2 separate regions of the Sus scrofa genome follow, and region 1 is linked to region 2. Evidence: chromatin contacts called from public promoter capture Hi-C data. All regions are on one chromosome and are shown on one strand. The core of a region is the stretch at or near the end of the contact, and the rest is flanking DNA. Distances in the headings are between cores, read along the strand shown. Region 1 holds the start of TMEM260 (transmembrane protein 260). Region 2 holds the start of ATG14 (beclin 1-associated autophagy-related key regulator).

Region 1 (7,085 bases), core at 2,011-4,510, 1.1 Mb before region 2:
AATTTAAGTCCTACCTGCATTAGGATTCCTGAGATGCCTTTTAAAAATAAAGATTCCTTGACCATAACCCAAACCTACCTACTCTAGACCCTCTGACATTGTGGCCCAAGTCCCCCAGGCAATATCAAGTACACTCAAGTTTGAGAACTACAGGGCTTTTTTTGTCTGGGACACAAATGTGTGGCAAGCTGAGGTGTTAGCAAATGCTTCACCTTTACAAAACCCAGCTCCCTCTATGTTATACTTTTTACATTAATTATACAGTTAAATTGTCATGTATCAAGTGTTAATGACAGTATCTTAAGTATAGATAAACATACATATAAGCTATAGTTCCCAAGCATAACAAAGAGAAGTGAAGGCTAAATTCCCACCCTTTATTCTAAAGGACCAGTAGTGCTCCTGCCCATAAATCAACTATGTACATCAAGTGGTGAAAAAGTAATTTTGGCAAGGCCACACAATGTGGATTCATGGAGTATAACTGAAGACTTATCAGCAAGAAGAATACATGCTTTATGTTGGTTTTGATTGTCTTCTGTTTATTGGTTAAAAAAAATTTATTTCAGAAACACAAAATTCAAAGAGAACAGTACATTCAACATATAAACAAAATTATCAAAGATGTGATTATACAAATTTTACTGATAACTCTTAGAAAACACTTCATTCCCCAAAACGAACATAAAAATATTAGAAGCAACCACTATTCAGAATCAAACTAAACTTAGAACACCCAAAAAGTATGATAACTCTAAGTGAATTATTAACTTTATTCTTTGGGGAAAAAATAAGACTATTAATAAAAACAAGGTAACATCACACATTTCTTTCTTTTTCTTTTTTCTTTTGTCTTTTTTTGCCTTTTCTAGGGCCGCTCCCGCGGCACATGGAGGTTTCCAGGCTAGGGGTCGAATTGGAACTGTAGCCACTGGCCTATGCCAGAGCCACAGCTACTCGGGATCCAAGCCGCGTCTGCCACCTACACCGTAGCTCATGGCAATGCTGGATCCTTAACCCACTTAGCAAGGCCAGGAACCGAACCCGCAACCTAGTGGTTCCTAGTCAGATTCATTAACCTCTGCACCATCATAAATCAACTATGTACATCAAGTGGTGAAAAAGTAATTTTGGCAAGGCGGGAACTCCAACATCATACATTTCAAATAGACTATCACTAAATATGTGAGGGCAGATTTAAGAAAAAAAAATTAGAGTCTAAATTGGTTAAAAGAGCATGTTCTAAAGTCAATATACTTGGGTTCTTTCCTTAACTGTTCCTACTTTGCAGCTGTGTGATTGTGGACACAGTTTAACATTAGTTTAGTCATCTATAACATAATGAAATTGATAGCTACCTCACAGGGTAGCAGCTGGGAGGATTAAAATGATAATTCACGTGAAGCACTTGGAACAGTGCCTGGCACAGAGTAAGTGCTCAGTAAGTGTTATTTTTACTATTCATCCCAATCCTGACCTTCAGGCTCAAACAACCATGACAAATAACTGTCAACATTTTTTTTTTGACATGTACAGAACTACCCATTCTGAGTAGTGCTCTCCGATGCCAAAACTCTCACAATGATAAAGTTATTTCTATTATTTAATATAAACCTTGGAAACATCATAACTTCATTCCCCACTATACTAATGAAACATTGCTCCTATCTGGTCTATAGGACCTGAAAGAAAGAATAAAGTTAATGACCCATAAAAGGAACATCAAGGATTCTCAATGTGGTAGGCAGCCTTAAAGACTGCCTCTGACGGCTGCCCAATTCCTAGGCTTCTCACTGTGTAATCCTCTCCCTCCCTAGGCTGGGCTGGACATACTGACTCGCTTTCAGGAATAAAACCAGGCAGTGGTATGTCACTACCAAGATTAGGTTACAAAACATCAGAGTTGTCAGACAGAGCTGCCTTCTTTCTCTTGACAGAGGTCAGCTTACAGAGAAACCTATGTGGCAAAGAACTGGATGGAGCTTAGAAGCTAATCCCCACCAAATAGAACCTTGAGAGGTCAGCAACCTCCCCTCCTGAGTTAGGGAACCCACTCAAACTGCACCCACATTCCTGATCCACAGAAAATGTGAGCTAACAAACTTTTGCTGTTTTAAGCCACTAAATTTTGGAGTATCTTGTAATTCAGCAACTAATGCACTCAGTTTTTCTCGGATTACTACCCAAAGTTACGGCACCATTATGACAAAACTACTCATCATTATTAGGCATTATTGGATGGCCACTGAATTTGGCAGCAAAACAAAACCCACGTCTTGTCTCTCATCCCAAATACATAACTATTTTTCACATGATTTAAATGGCCGATGACTCAAGCTTTTCTGTTTAATAGGAGCAGCTTGCATTAAGCCGAAACTGGCTTCCATTCCTTTAAGCATTCTCCAGCAAATATTCTGCAAGTTTGGTCCCCTTTCAACATCAGGTTTCAACTAAAATACCACCTCCTCAGAGGCCTTTCCCGACTAGCCATTTTGGTGAAGCCATTACCTAGCCCACTGTCAACCACATTTCCTTCTGTCTCCATTAACTTCTCACTACTCACTATGTAGTGGTTTATTCAGCAGTTTGTATATTGCCACTCTCCATGACACTGTTCACCACTCCTGTTATTCCTTTTATCTGTTACACGATAAGGACCCAACAAGTAATATTTGCGGGCTAAAAAGAAATGGAAAACAAAAACTCAGGTCCAGGAAAAATGATCTAGAGAAACGGAGAGGTTGGTAAAGTACCCATCAGGCAAAACCAACAATACCCGGCTTGAAAGCCTGAGAACTAGAGACCAGGATTACAAGAAAGTTACAGGAATGGAAACAGAAGTTGGTTCTGGGACTTAAAGCCCTGCAGGGGCCCGGGCAAGTGGATGAAGGGGTGCGGACCTAGTGAGGACAGTGCGGACCAGCGACGAGCAGGAGGGACGACCCAGAGAGTACTTTACCCGAGTCGCCCCCCGGCACCGAAGGGGGCAGCGTGAGGGTGAACACCGCGGCCACAGCGGCGAACACGGCGACGCCGCCACGGAGGCCCCTGGAGCGCCGTGGCCCCACTCGGGCTGCCGGCCCCTCGGCCAGGCCCCCGCCGTCTCCATGGAGACCCATGCGTCAGAGGAACCGAGAAAGGAGGACGCGTGGTACCCCAGGACTAGGAGCTTCACTGTGCCCCTAGGCGAGAGCCCAGCGCGTTGCGCGGCGGCTGCGGCGGCTTCCGGGTCGGTCCGGGTGGGCGGGACGCACCTTTCTGCGCCGGCGCGGGGGGCAAAAACCGCCCAGCCTCGCGGGACTAGGCCTGGGCAGCCTTCTGGCGGCGCACGGCGCATCGGGGTTTACAGAAGTATAACTTGCTTCCCAGTAGCGCATCACAGGAGACACCCTTCCTTTAGGAAACCAAGCCTCGCCCAGGGTCGTCGTCTCTATGGCCTCCTCCCTTCCCGGTGACTTGGTCGGAGCTGACAGAGACGGGAGGGGGGTTGCAAAGCGGGCGTGCGAAAGGGCCGCGACTGCCCCCAGCGGTGTGGGGTGGAACTACACTAAGGGCCCCAGACTGTGAGCCTGAGGATCCGTGTGCGCAGTGTAAGCCTCATATGTTTACTACGAGTAATTATAAACCTGTATGCTAATTGTTCAATCGCTGAGTTATTTTCAAAGGTTAAAATAAGCTAGGTTGGTTTTTATTTTTTGGGTTTTTTTAGTAGCATGAGGAGAACTAGGGAGATGTGAAACTTGAGTTTCTGTAGTGATACAAATAATTCATGTCATGGTAAAAAGAACTCCTTTACTGAAGAGGTGTATTTGGTGGAGCTTTGACCACACACTGGGAATGAAACCAAGACACTGCATTTTCCAGTTAGCTGCAACACAAAAAAGGAATGGGGAGTTCCCATCATGGCGCAGTGGTTAATGAATCCGACTAGGAACCATGAGGTTTCAGGTTCGATCCCTGGTCTTGCTCAGTGGGTTAAGGATCCGGCTTTGCTGTGGCTGTGGCATAGACCAGCAGCTGTGACTCCGCTTAGACCCCTAGTTTGGGAACCTCCACATGCCGCCGGAGCGGCCATAAAATAGTAAAAAAAAAAAAAAAAAAAAAAAAAGGAATGGGAACTCTTGAGACCACCTCATAGCACATTCTTGGTAAGATCTTTAGTAAGATCTTTAAGCTCAGATTGTACATTATTATATGGATTATTCTGGAGGGGGAGGGGAGGAGAGCAGCCTCCCTGGAATGCATCTCAAAATACAGTGAAGATCATTGACAATCTAGGACATGTTACAAGCAATCTGACAGGAACACAGAATCGCAAATGTAGAGTAACTAATACACATCTGCATAGATTGGCAGACGTTATGCCAGCATCTTAGGTATTTACATAATGCTTCCTCGGCTATATCGTGGGTCCCTGGGGGGCAGGTAGGCAGCTTCTAAAATGGCTCCCAATAATCCCCTACTCCTGGTACTGACTCCCTTATGTGATCCTCTCCCCGTATGGGGGGTGGGGTCGGGGGGGAGTGGGCTGAATCTAGTGACTCACTTCTATCCATAGAATAAGGTGAAAGTAACAGTTGTCCCTTTGGAGATTAGGTTATAAACCACAGGCTTCCATCTTGCTAACTCTCCCCCTGATGGGCACCACCTCTCTTGTCCTCTGCTTGTTCACTCTGATGAAGCTACCCATCATGGTGTGGGATGCTTGGTGGAAACGCCCACTCCATAAAGAGTAGCAAGGAACCGAACATCACCTCCAGCCGACAGCCAGCCAACAACTAGCAAGGAACTGAATCCCGCTAATACCTCATGAGGGAGGCAGGGTGTAGATGCTCTGTTAGTGACCCTTGAGGTGATAACAGACTCCCACCAAGACCTTGATTATAGCCTAAGAGAGACCCTGAGGTAGAGGACCCAGCTAAGTCTCACCCAGATTGCAGTCCAACAGAAACTGTGAGATAGTAAGTGTTGCTGTTTCAGTCCACTAAATTTGGGGTAATTTGTTACTCAGCAATAGATTTCTAAGACAGCCTGCCTCCTATTTCTTTTCTGAAAGAGTATGCCAGTGATTAATACTGGCTGAGCCAAGCATGTGCTTAACTTTCCCTTTTTACATTTCATCTTTTGCTCATGAGCTTTGTAAAAGATAAAATGTTTATCATGGCAAATTACTTTCAAAAGAGCAAAATTATCTGTCCATAGTCAAGAGGCAGAGATCAGCACTAGAAGTTTGTTTGAATTTGGGAGTTGTCACAGATGAGGTGAATGAAGAAGTTCACGGAGGCATAACGTAGTGAGAAGAAGGTTGAGGTCATGTGTTAGCCCACATCTTCCTTTAGGGAATGGCAGAAAAGCAGACAACAGTTCAAGAGAAGGATGTGTCACAGGGCGCTAAGGAAGAAATGATGTCAGTTAAGTATGTGTGGTCAGATTGTCAAAGAGAGAGAAGGACGGTGAGGAGGCCCACATCCTGGTTTATGGGGTTGAGTTTATACCATTTGGAGAATTCTTTAAGCAAAAGAATACAAAACTGCAGATAGAGAATTAGATACAGGTATCGGAAGGAGCCTGTGCTGGAGACAAGCTGTGGAAAAAGAAATTTTTTTAATTGAAGTATAGTTGATTTACAACATTGTGTTAGTTTCAAGTGTACAGCAAAGTGGTTCAGTTATACATAGCTATTCTTTTCCAGATTCTTTCCCACCATAGGTTATCACAAGATACTGAATCTAGTTCCCTGTGTCTACAGCTGGTCTTGTTGTTTATCTATTTTATACATGGTGAGTATCTGTTAATCCCAGACTCCCAATTTACCCCTCCCCACCTCCCCTTTGGTACCCATATGATTCAGGCTGTGAAATTTAAGCTTTGTTGACTTCATGGCTAATCTCCTTTGAGGATGAAGAATGGCCAGTTCCGTGTGTGTGTGTGTGTGTGTGTGTGTGTGTGTGTGTATCTGGCAACCTCTGAGGAAGCTGGCTGACTCTTCCATCCTTCCTCAAGTGCCCTCTCCTCCAGGATTCGGTGACAGCCCTCAGCCCTTTGGCTTTCCTTTTAGCCCTGGCCTCTGCTCTGGCTTGCTTCTGTCAGTTCTCCACAGATTCGAGTGCACCAGGCCGTAGACTGTTCTCTCTCTTTCTACCTTCTTTCCCAAGATGATCTTATCAAAATTTTAAATAGTAACTAGGCTGATAAATCTGAAAACAATACACCACTAACCTGTCCTTTAAGCTATAGCCTTTTTTAAACAAACAATGTGATTTCTCCATTTTAATATCTAAGCAGCATTTCAAACCTGGTAGTTTCTTTAAAAAAACTAAAAATAGAACCATCGTATGATCCTGGGCATTTATCCAGAAAAGATGAAAATTCTAATTCAAAGAGATACAGAAATTGAAATAAAGTCAAATGTGTCTTAATCTTAAAAATATCTGTGAAATTCTGGATTTAGAAACTTTGGATTGGAAATTAGCTACCTGGAATACTGTCCAATAAGCCATGTACAATAAAACAGGACAATACAAGAAAACACAAACATCCCTCTTAAGTGCCTTAGAAAAATAATTTTAAACATTTAAATGTGTTAGTAAGCACAGGAATTTAAAATAAAAGGTATTTTCATGTTTCTAATTATCAAAGGTTTTTTATTGAAATATAGTTGATTTACAATATTGTATTAATTTCAGGTATGCAGCAAAGTGATTCAGTTACAGATTCTTTCTCATTAGAAATTATTACAAGATATTGAATATTCTTCCCTATGCTATACAGTAGGTCCTTATTGTTTATTTTATATATAGCAGTGTGTATCTATTAATCTCTTTTATTAAGTTTTATTTTATTTTTAAATGATTTTTAATTTTTTCCATTATTGTTGGTTTACAGTGTTCTTTCAGTTTTCTACTGTACAGCAAAGTGACCCAGTCACACATACATATACACATTCTTTTTCTCACATTATCCTCCGTCATGCTCCATCACAAGTGACTAGATATAGTTCCCGGTGCTATACAGCAGGATCTCATTGCTTATCCATGCCAAAGGCAATAGTTTGCATCTATAAACCCCAGATTCCCAATCCATCC
Region 2 (7,117 bases), core at 4,271-6,770:
TTCACGTGTTAACCCTGTCCTCCAGCTCCTTAGAGGCCTATGAAAACAGTTCATTCAGTCCTATACTAACCCTATGAAAAGGCTATTGTCCTTTATAGATAAGGAAACAGAAACTTCAGAAGTTAGTCATTCCTGGTAATCCACCACTAATAGCAGCTTGATATATACTGTAAAATGTATACCTTGAGGGGTTTGATGCTGGGTTGTCCCCCTCTCCCAATTTGTAAGATTTTCATTTATATGCACACACATATGGTATCACTTAGGAAAATAAGATATGTGGTTGTGGCTTAGTGTAAGAATAGAATTAGAAAATCCAAGTAGGATTGGAAATTGATATATGGGCTGGCTAAGGGGTAGGGATGAGCTTATGAACCTTATCGACAGGTGATAGATGTTTAATAAATGTTGGGTACCTACTTACCAGGTACATGTATTGTTTTAGGTGCTAAGAGATTAGCAAATAGAACACACCCCTCATCTGGCAAAAACCCAGCCCTGGTAAAGGAGACAAATTACATGATACTGGCTCTCAGAGAACCAAATGATAAGCCGTATGTACTTGGACCAGCCATCCCAACATCCCTAATCCTGAAGTACATTCTTTTAGGACAGTAAAAATGGGTTATATCTTGTTAAGCGTTATGGTTTGTAAAGGACTTTTTTTGCAACCATTTGTTCATGCAGTCCTATACTAACCTTATGAAAAGGCTATTGTCCTTTATATATAAGGAAACAGAAACTTCAGAAGTTAAACAATCTTCATGTGGTTTAATGGCGTGGGGTGAATGTGTGTGTGTGTTTGGTATATCTACCATACTTCACTGTTTCCCAGTTAAGGAGTTTGTTCTATTCAAATGTTTCCAGAAGCTGAAAAAGTCCATCAAACCAGAGGCAGAGAGTCTTGTTGCAATGGTGTTTTACTTTCTGCTTCTCTACTCACTGTTTAGTTTCTATAAAACCAATCCCTTCCTCCCTTCCTCCTTTCCTCCCACCCTCTCTCCCTTCATGCCTACAGCATGCCACATTACCTGAGCTGCAGCGGTAATAATGCCAAGTCCTTAACTGTTAGGCCACCTGGGAACTCCAAAACCAGTATCTTTAGAAACTAAAATTTTAGTGCTGAAAACTAAAGGGATGTTTCCTATCCCAAAGGTACAGAGCTTCTGTTACCCTCCTCCCTACCCATCATCTTCAAGGGTAGAGACTCAGAAAGTAAACTCTTAAGCAATGAATAAGTAACCTTTTGCCCTTATCTACCCCCCCCCCCATTTTAAGCTTACAAGTACTTTTTTTGATTTCTTAAAAAAAATTTTAGGAGTTCCCATTGTGGCTCAGCAGGTTAGGAGCCCAACGTTGTCTCTGAGGATGAGGAGTCCATCCCTGGCCTTGCCCAGTGGGTTAAGGATCTGGAGTTGCAGCAAGATATGTTACAGATGCAGCTCAGATCTGGTGTTGCTGTGGCCGGCAGCTGCATCTCTGATTCAACCCCTAGCCTGGGAACTTAAATAGACTGCAGGTGTGGCCCTAAAAAGAAAAAGTTTTTTTTTTAATTTATTGAGGTGAAATTCACACAGCATAAATTTAACCATTTTTGTTCATTCACAATGTTGTGGAACTACCACCTCTGTCTAGTGCCAAAACATTTCCACTACTCCAAAATAAAGTCCCATATCATTAGGCACTTTTTCCCCATTCCTTCCTCCCCCAGCTCCTGGCAAACACCAGTCTTCATTCTGTCTGTGTGAATTTACCTATTCTGGAGATTTCATGTAAATGGAATTATACAATACGTGATCTTTCATGTCTGGCTGCTTTCATTTAGTATAATGTTTTTGAGGTACATCTACACTGTAGTGTGTATCAGTGCTTCACTCCTTTTTATGGCAGAATAATATTCCATTGTATATATATATATGATATTCATCACAGTTTGCTTATACATTCATCTTTTAGTAGACACTAGGGTTGTTTCCACTTTGAGGCTACTATGAATAGTACTACCATGAATATGTGTCTACATGTGTTACTGGTTTAAAGATTTTTTTTCAATTTGGGGGGTATATACCCAGATACCCAGGAGTGAAACTGTTGGGTCACATGGTAATTTTTACTTTAACATTTTTGAAGAACCACCAACCCATTTTCCATGGTAGCTGAATGATTTTATGTTCCCACCAGCAATGTATGAGAGTTCAATTTCTCAGGCTCTTTGTGAACACTTGCTATTTTCCATTTTTAAAATTATTATTGTTCGTCCTGGATTCTGAATCCTGATTTCTACTTGCTTCTCAAATCCGGTGATACTCCTTTTGGTGATTAGTCCTTTGGGACTAATTCCCTCTCACTAGTCCCGTCATTAAACCAGACAACCACTTCTCACAGGTCGTTCCTGCTCTCTTACAGAGCCTTCCTCCTCTCGACGTTTATAGCTTAAACTATTTTTAAGAATTTATCAGCTTAAACTATTTTTCATTTTTCTCCATGATAAAAGTTTTTAAATGCTTTTCATTAATTTCCTTGCCTTCTGCACAGTACTATTAGATAACAGTTTCCTGATTAGCTGACAGTTCCATGTAAACACAAGTACTACCAGGAATTAACTCTTAGTATAATGTGCCTGAATAGTTTTGAAAGTAGAAGGTAGTTAGTAGCGGGTTGGCAGTGGTGAGATAGGAGTAGAACAGACTGATAATCTCTTTCAAGGGTAGGAACTGTATCTAATTCATGTTTTTAATCCATTTTAATACCTACAGCAGTTACAATTAAAGATCCCTTGAAACTTAGGGCGACGGTGGTAAGATTTCAAGATTTCCCCAGTTTTCTAACTAATAGTCCCTTTCCATACACTAAAATTTAAAACTTTAGAATAGTTCCAGTTTGTCTCACTCTGTTGGTCAAAACCAGGGAATCAGAATGTCTACTAGAGGTGAGCAGATCAAAGGACGTCCCTTTTGCTGGTAGCTAAGGGCCCACAGATGCTGATGAAGGTCATGTTCTGTGGTCACATCCATGACACCCTGAGAAACAAGATTCCATATTTCATACTATTCCCTGTGAAGCCAAAGATGTACTGATGTGTCTATATAGCAGAAGTATTATAAAACTCTGCTCTAGGTATGTGTGTAGGGAAATGTGGCTCTAGTCACCAAATTCTTTTGTCTTTACCAGGAATAAATGTCATTTCTCAGGGATACCTACAGAGATGTCATTGAATTAAAAGCAATTGGGGTTGACAATGAAATTTTAGCCTTAAAAATTTCTACTATTGTTTTAATATTAAAGATTATGTAAACATGGATTTCTTTATAGGTGCCAAAGAACGTTCTGAGATCTATGAAGCATTTGAAAACATCTATCCTATTCTAAAGGACTTCAAAAAAGCCTGAATACAGTATTCAGTATCTTACAGTATATTAGTTTGAATGTATACATAAGCCCAGCACAGAAATGGCTGGATTGTTACTGTTCCATGAACATTTTGACTTTATTTTTTTTTAATTTTTTAATTTTTTTGCTTTTTAGGGCCACACCTGAGGCACATGGAGGTTTCCAGGCTAGGGGTCCAATTGGAGCTACATCTGCTGGCCACAGCCAGAGCAGCATCAGATCCAAGCCACATCTGGAACCTACACCACAGCTCACGGCAACACTGGATCCTTAACCCACTGGGCGAGGCCAGGAAGTGAACCCTTGACTTCATGGTTCCTAGTCAGATTCATTTCCGCTGCGCCACGACAGGAACTCCTTGCCTTTAGTTATTAAAGTGTGATTCTATACGTGTATTCATGCTTAAGAAGTGAAGAAAATTTTTTTTCAAAATAACTATGTTATTTTTTAAATGAAAAAAGTAAACATTTCAGAATTTGAAAGGTTTAGGGCCTTGCTAGAGTGATATTGTAACATTAAAATTTACTCTTGTTAAAGATGTAGTCCATTAACATGTGTTCTCTGAAAATACATAGCAATATGTAGAAATTTCATATAGCTGCATAAAGTAGGATAGAAATTGTATATTTTTTGCTTTTTAAAATATCAAGTAGATGATCCTGGCCATTAGGTACAGGCTTGTGAAGGATCTTGTCAGAGTACAAATGAAACATGAAGGTCTGAAAACAAGATAAACATTCTTTTCTTTGAAATGGTCAGAGAAAATTATTATCTCTTCCTTAAAAATAAATCTTAGAGCTTACACTAAACCTGAATGGTTCCTGAAAGTTTATTTTGAAAAGTGTTTGGGGATTTTGTGCTTTTTTCATACTTTTATAATCCTATGTAATTATGTTAAAATAGATTAAGAGCCTGGAACAGAGTTTACAGACTCAAGGCCTAATTAGGTTGTGGAATTATCCCCATTTGATGGAGATGTGGAGATTAACAAGGAGGGTTGGGCTAACAGGAGTTATGGACCTTGATTCCAAGTGGTCAGTGAATATGTCTTTCATTAAGATGAGAAAACATAGGCAGGGAGGGAAAGGTTGGTTTTCAGTTCAGTTTCCAAATTACTGAGTTTGTGGTGTTCACTGTACACTACTTTAGACCTAGTGTAAGCAGTTATGAATTTTGGGGTATGGAAGGGCAGGGGAGAGAAACCCTAGCTGGAGAGAAAATTTAGGGCAGTCATTAATTTACAGCCTGCCAAAATAATCTTTGAGACTCACTGGTGTAGATCATTTGACCTAGGAGCCCAATATTTTTCCTTCTGTAGTTTATAGACATATTCAAACACTAATTACTCTGATAAAAATCCTCCGACCCACCCTATTTATCCCCACAGAAACAAACTTGGAAAAATGTAACTATGTTCAATTCTACCTAGTTCAAATTTTTTCTCAGAGCACGGCCCAGAGTAGGAGCGGAATGCTGCACCTTAATTTAAAAATTTGTTTTTCAGAAAGATACATCTTTGATTTCCACATTCAGTACAGTTTCCACTGGTTAGCTATTATCAGTAGAGTACTTAGCAGACTCCTACCAAACAGATTTACTTATGACTCCTCAGGGTGTTACGGTGGGTTCTGTAATTCTCTACCTTTAAATCACGTAAGAACACAGGCACAGTGAGGTGAGTAATTTGCCCCAAATTACATAGCTATTAGGGAGGTGGGTGAGGCAAAATTCAGTCTAGCTCCAAGACCCAGTTCCCTACCCAACTCCGCTGTACTTTTAGCCAAATTTAAAAACATCCACAGAGAATTACAGAAACTCCCTATTGTGTTCCCAATCGGTTTTCCCAGAATCCTTACGGCATCGTTTTACTATTTCTTGCACAAATTTGAGGCGTTAACTTGTAGGCTGGTCATGATCGAGCAGCTGATGACATTTTGTTGGGGTGACTCGGCCCACTAACGTAATTCCTGCCGCGAGATCGGCCAGCCCTGAGATGTCAGGAAAACCGACAGCGCCTCGGGCTGCAGCGGTCAAGGGCTAGGCAAGGCTGGGCTTGGAGGTGGCGGGACCCCCGCGGCGCTCCCGGCGCCTCCTTAGGCCCCTCCCAGGCCCCACCTCCTCGCCCAGGATGCACCTGGTTGAAAACAAAATCCCACGTGACTGGCTCTTCTCTCAGGCCATCATGGCGTCTCCCAGTGGGAAGGGATCCCGGGCGCCGGAGGCTCCTGGCTGTGGGCCCCAGCCACTCGCCCGGGACTTGGTGGACTCCGTGGACGACGCGGAGGGGCTGTACGTGGCGGTGGAGCGGTGTCCGCTGTGCAACACTACCCGCCGGCGGCTGACCTGCGCCAAGTGCGTCCAGAGCGGCGATTTCGTCTACTTCGACGGCCGCGACCGTGAAAGGTACGGCAGCCGCCACGGCCCCATTGTTTTTTCTCCGGGAGTCACCACCGGCTACGAGACAGGAGCCTGGGACCAGAGTACGTGCCCCGGAGCCTGGCGAGAGAAGGGGGAGGTTGGGAGGGTAGCTGCTTTGCGCTAGCGCTTTCCTCCCAGAGTACAGGTTCCAGGATGGGGGCCAGAAGATGAAGGTTGTCATTTCCTCATAACTCACTGGGGAGGAGTCCCACCTCACGATGCTCCTGGGTACTCCGGAAAAGAGATAGATGTGACTGTGGAGAGGTCTTCCCCTGTTACTGCTGTAGAGTTGGATTCTCAGTACTTTGCTACACTCCCATTCAGAAGCTTGGTTTAACCTTTACCTTCGAAAGCACGTTCATTTTCTAGAGGAGAGTCCAGAAGGGAATAAAATAAAAGATTTTTGGGCCCTGGTAGCCTGTCACAGATGGACCTTGTTATCAGACATGCTTACTGTAATGTGTTAATTAGGCTAGTTAGTCCTCCCTTTTCCGCTCTCTGCCTCCAAAGATTGTTTTGGGTGCTGAGAAGTTTGGGGATGTGTTTTGGCTTTGTTTTAAAATCCAGACTGGGAGTTGCAAGCCCTTAGTTAAGAGAATTGAATTTAGGAACACGTTTTGGCCTTCTTTTGAAATTTGTTAAACAGAGACAAGTCCTTGGTTAAGATAATTGAAAAATTAGTGTGATTAGCTGCAAGGTCTCTCAGCCCCAACATTTGTGTCAGTAACTTAGTGATAGTAAAAGATCTAATATTTTGAGTGCAAAAGTTCAGGTATTCATTACAACAACCCAGTAAGTTATTATCCTCAACGTAACTGCTAAGGAAACTGCACGATACCTTGCCCTGGGTCACAGATAATAAGTGTAGGGACCAGAATTAATATCCAGGCAGCCTGAGCCCTATGCCATGCACTTAACCACTGGATTGTACAACATCTATATTTGGAAATTTTTTTGAGTTCCTGGTAGTCCTCTGTTCATGAATGGAATTTATTTCTTTTTCTTGAGATTTGTATGGTGTAATCTTTTAGTTAGTTGCTATGCCTCATTGATGTACTTGATGGCTTTAGAAACTGTTCGTGTGTAGTAAGTGATAGCTTTAAAAATTAAAACAATTTTACTGTAAGAATCCTAGGTATGAGGTGGAATTGTTTAACTTAAGGAGTTTATCACGGGTTCAGTTCTGGATCCTCTTCTCTTTATACTTTTACCTAGATCCATTCCCATAATTTAAATATCTTATATAGGCTGAAGACACCAGACTTATATCTCCAACTCGGGCCTTTGTAAAATCAAGAAGACAGCTGCC

Evidence for each region. Promoter capture Hi-C pulls out the DNA fragments that hold promoters and counts their contacts.
Region 1: a promoter capture Hi-C map of liver shows a contact between it and region 2, with 8 times the contacts expected there. The contact joins the promoter of TMEM260 here to the promoter of ATG14 in region 2. A contact is called at or near these places in 1 of 5 promoter capture datasets (liver) and 1 of 2 datasets of contacts at active chromatin or transcription factors (skeletal muscle).

What each region holds. Positions count from the first base shown.
Region 1 is chr1:185,817,672-185,824,756 of Sscrofa11.1, reverse strand. TMEM260 (transmembrane protein 260) reads right to left here and starts at 3,260. Exons shown (of 14, transcript XM_013993447.2): 1 at 2,960-3,260. The coding sequence starts at 3,119. LOC110262235 (a long non-coding RNA gene) reads left to right here and starts at 3,255. Exons shown (of 3, transcript XR_002347053.1): 1 at 3,255-3,590.
Region 2 is chr1:184,742,155-184,749,271 of Sscrofa11.1, reverse strand. It overlaps ATG14 (beclin 1-associated autophagy-related key regulator), which reads left to right and starts at 5,520. Exons shown (of 10, transcript XM_001924990.5): 1 at 5,520-5,793. The coding sequence starts at 5,573. TBPL2 (TATA box-binding protein-like protein 2) reads left to right here. Exons shown (of 7, transcript XM_021102347.1): 7 at 3,313-3,553. The coding sequence ends at 3,389.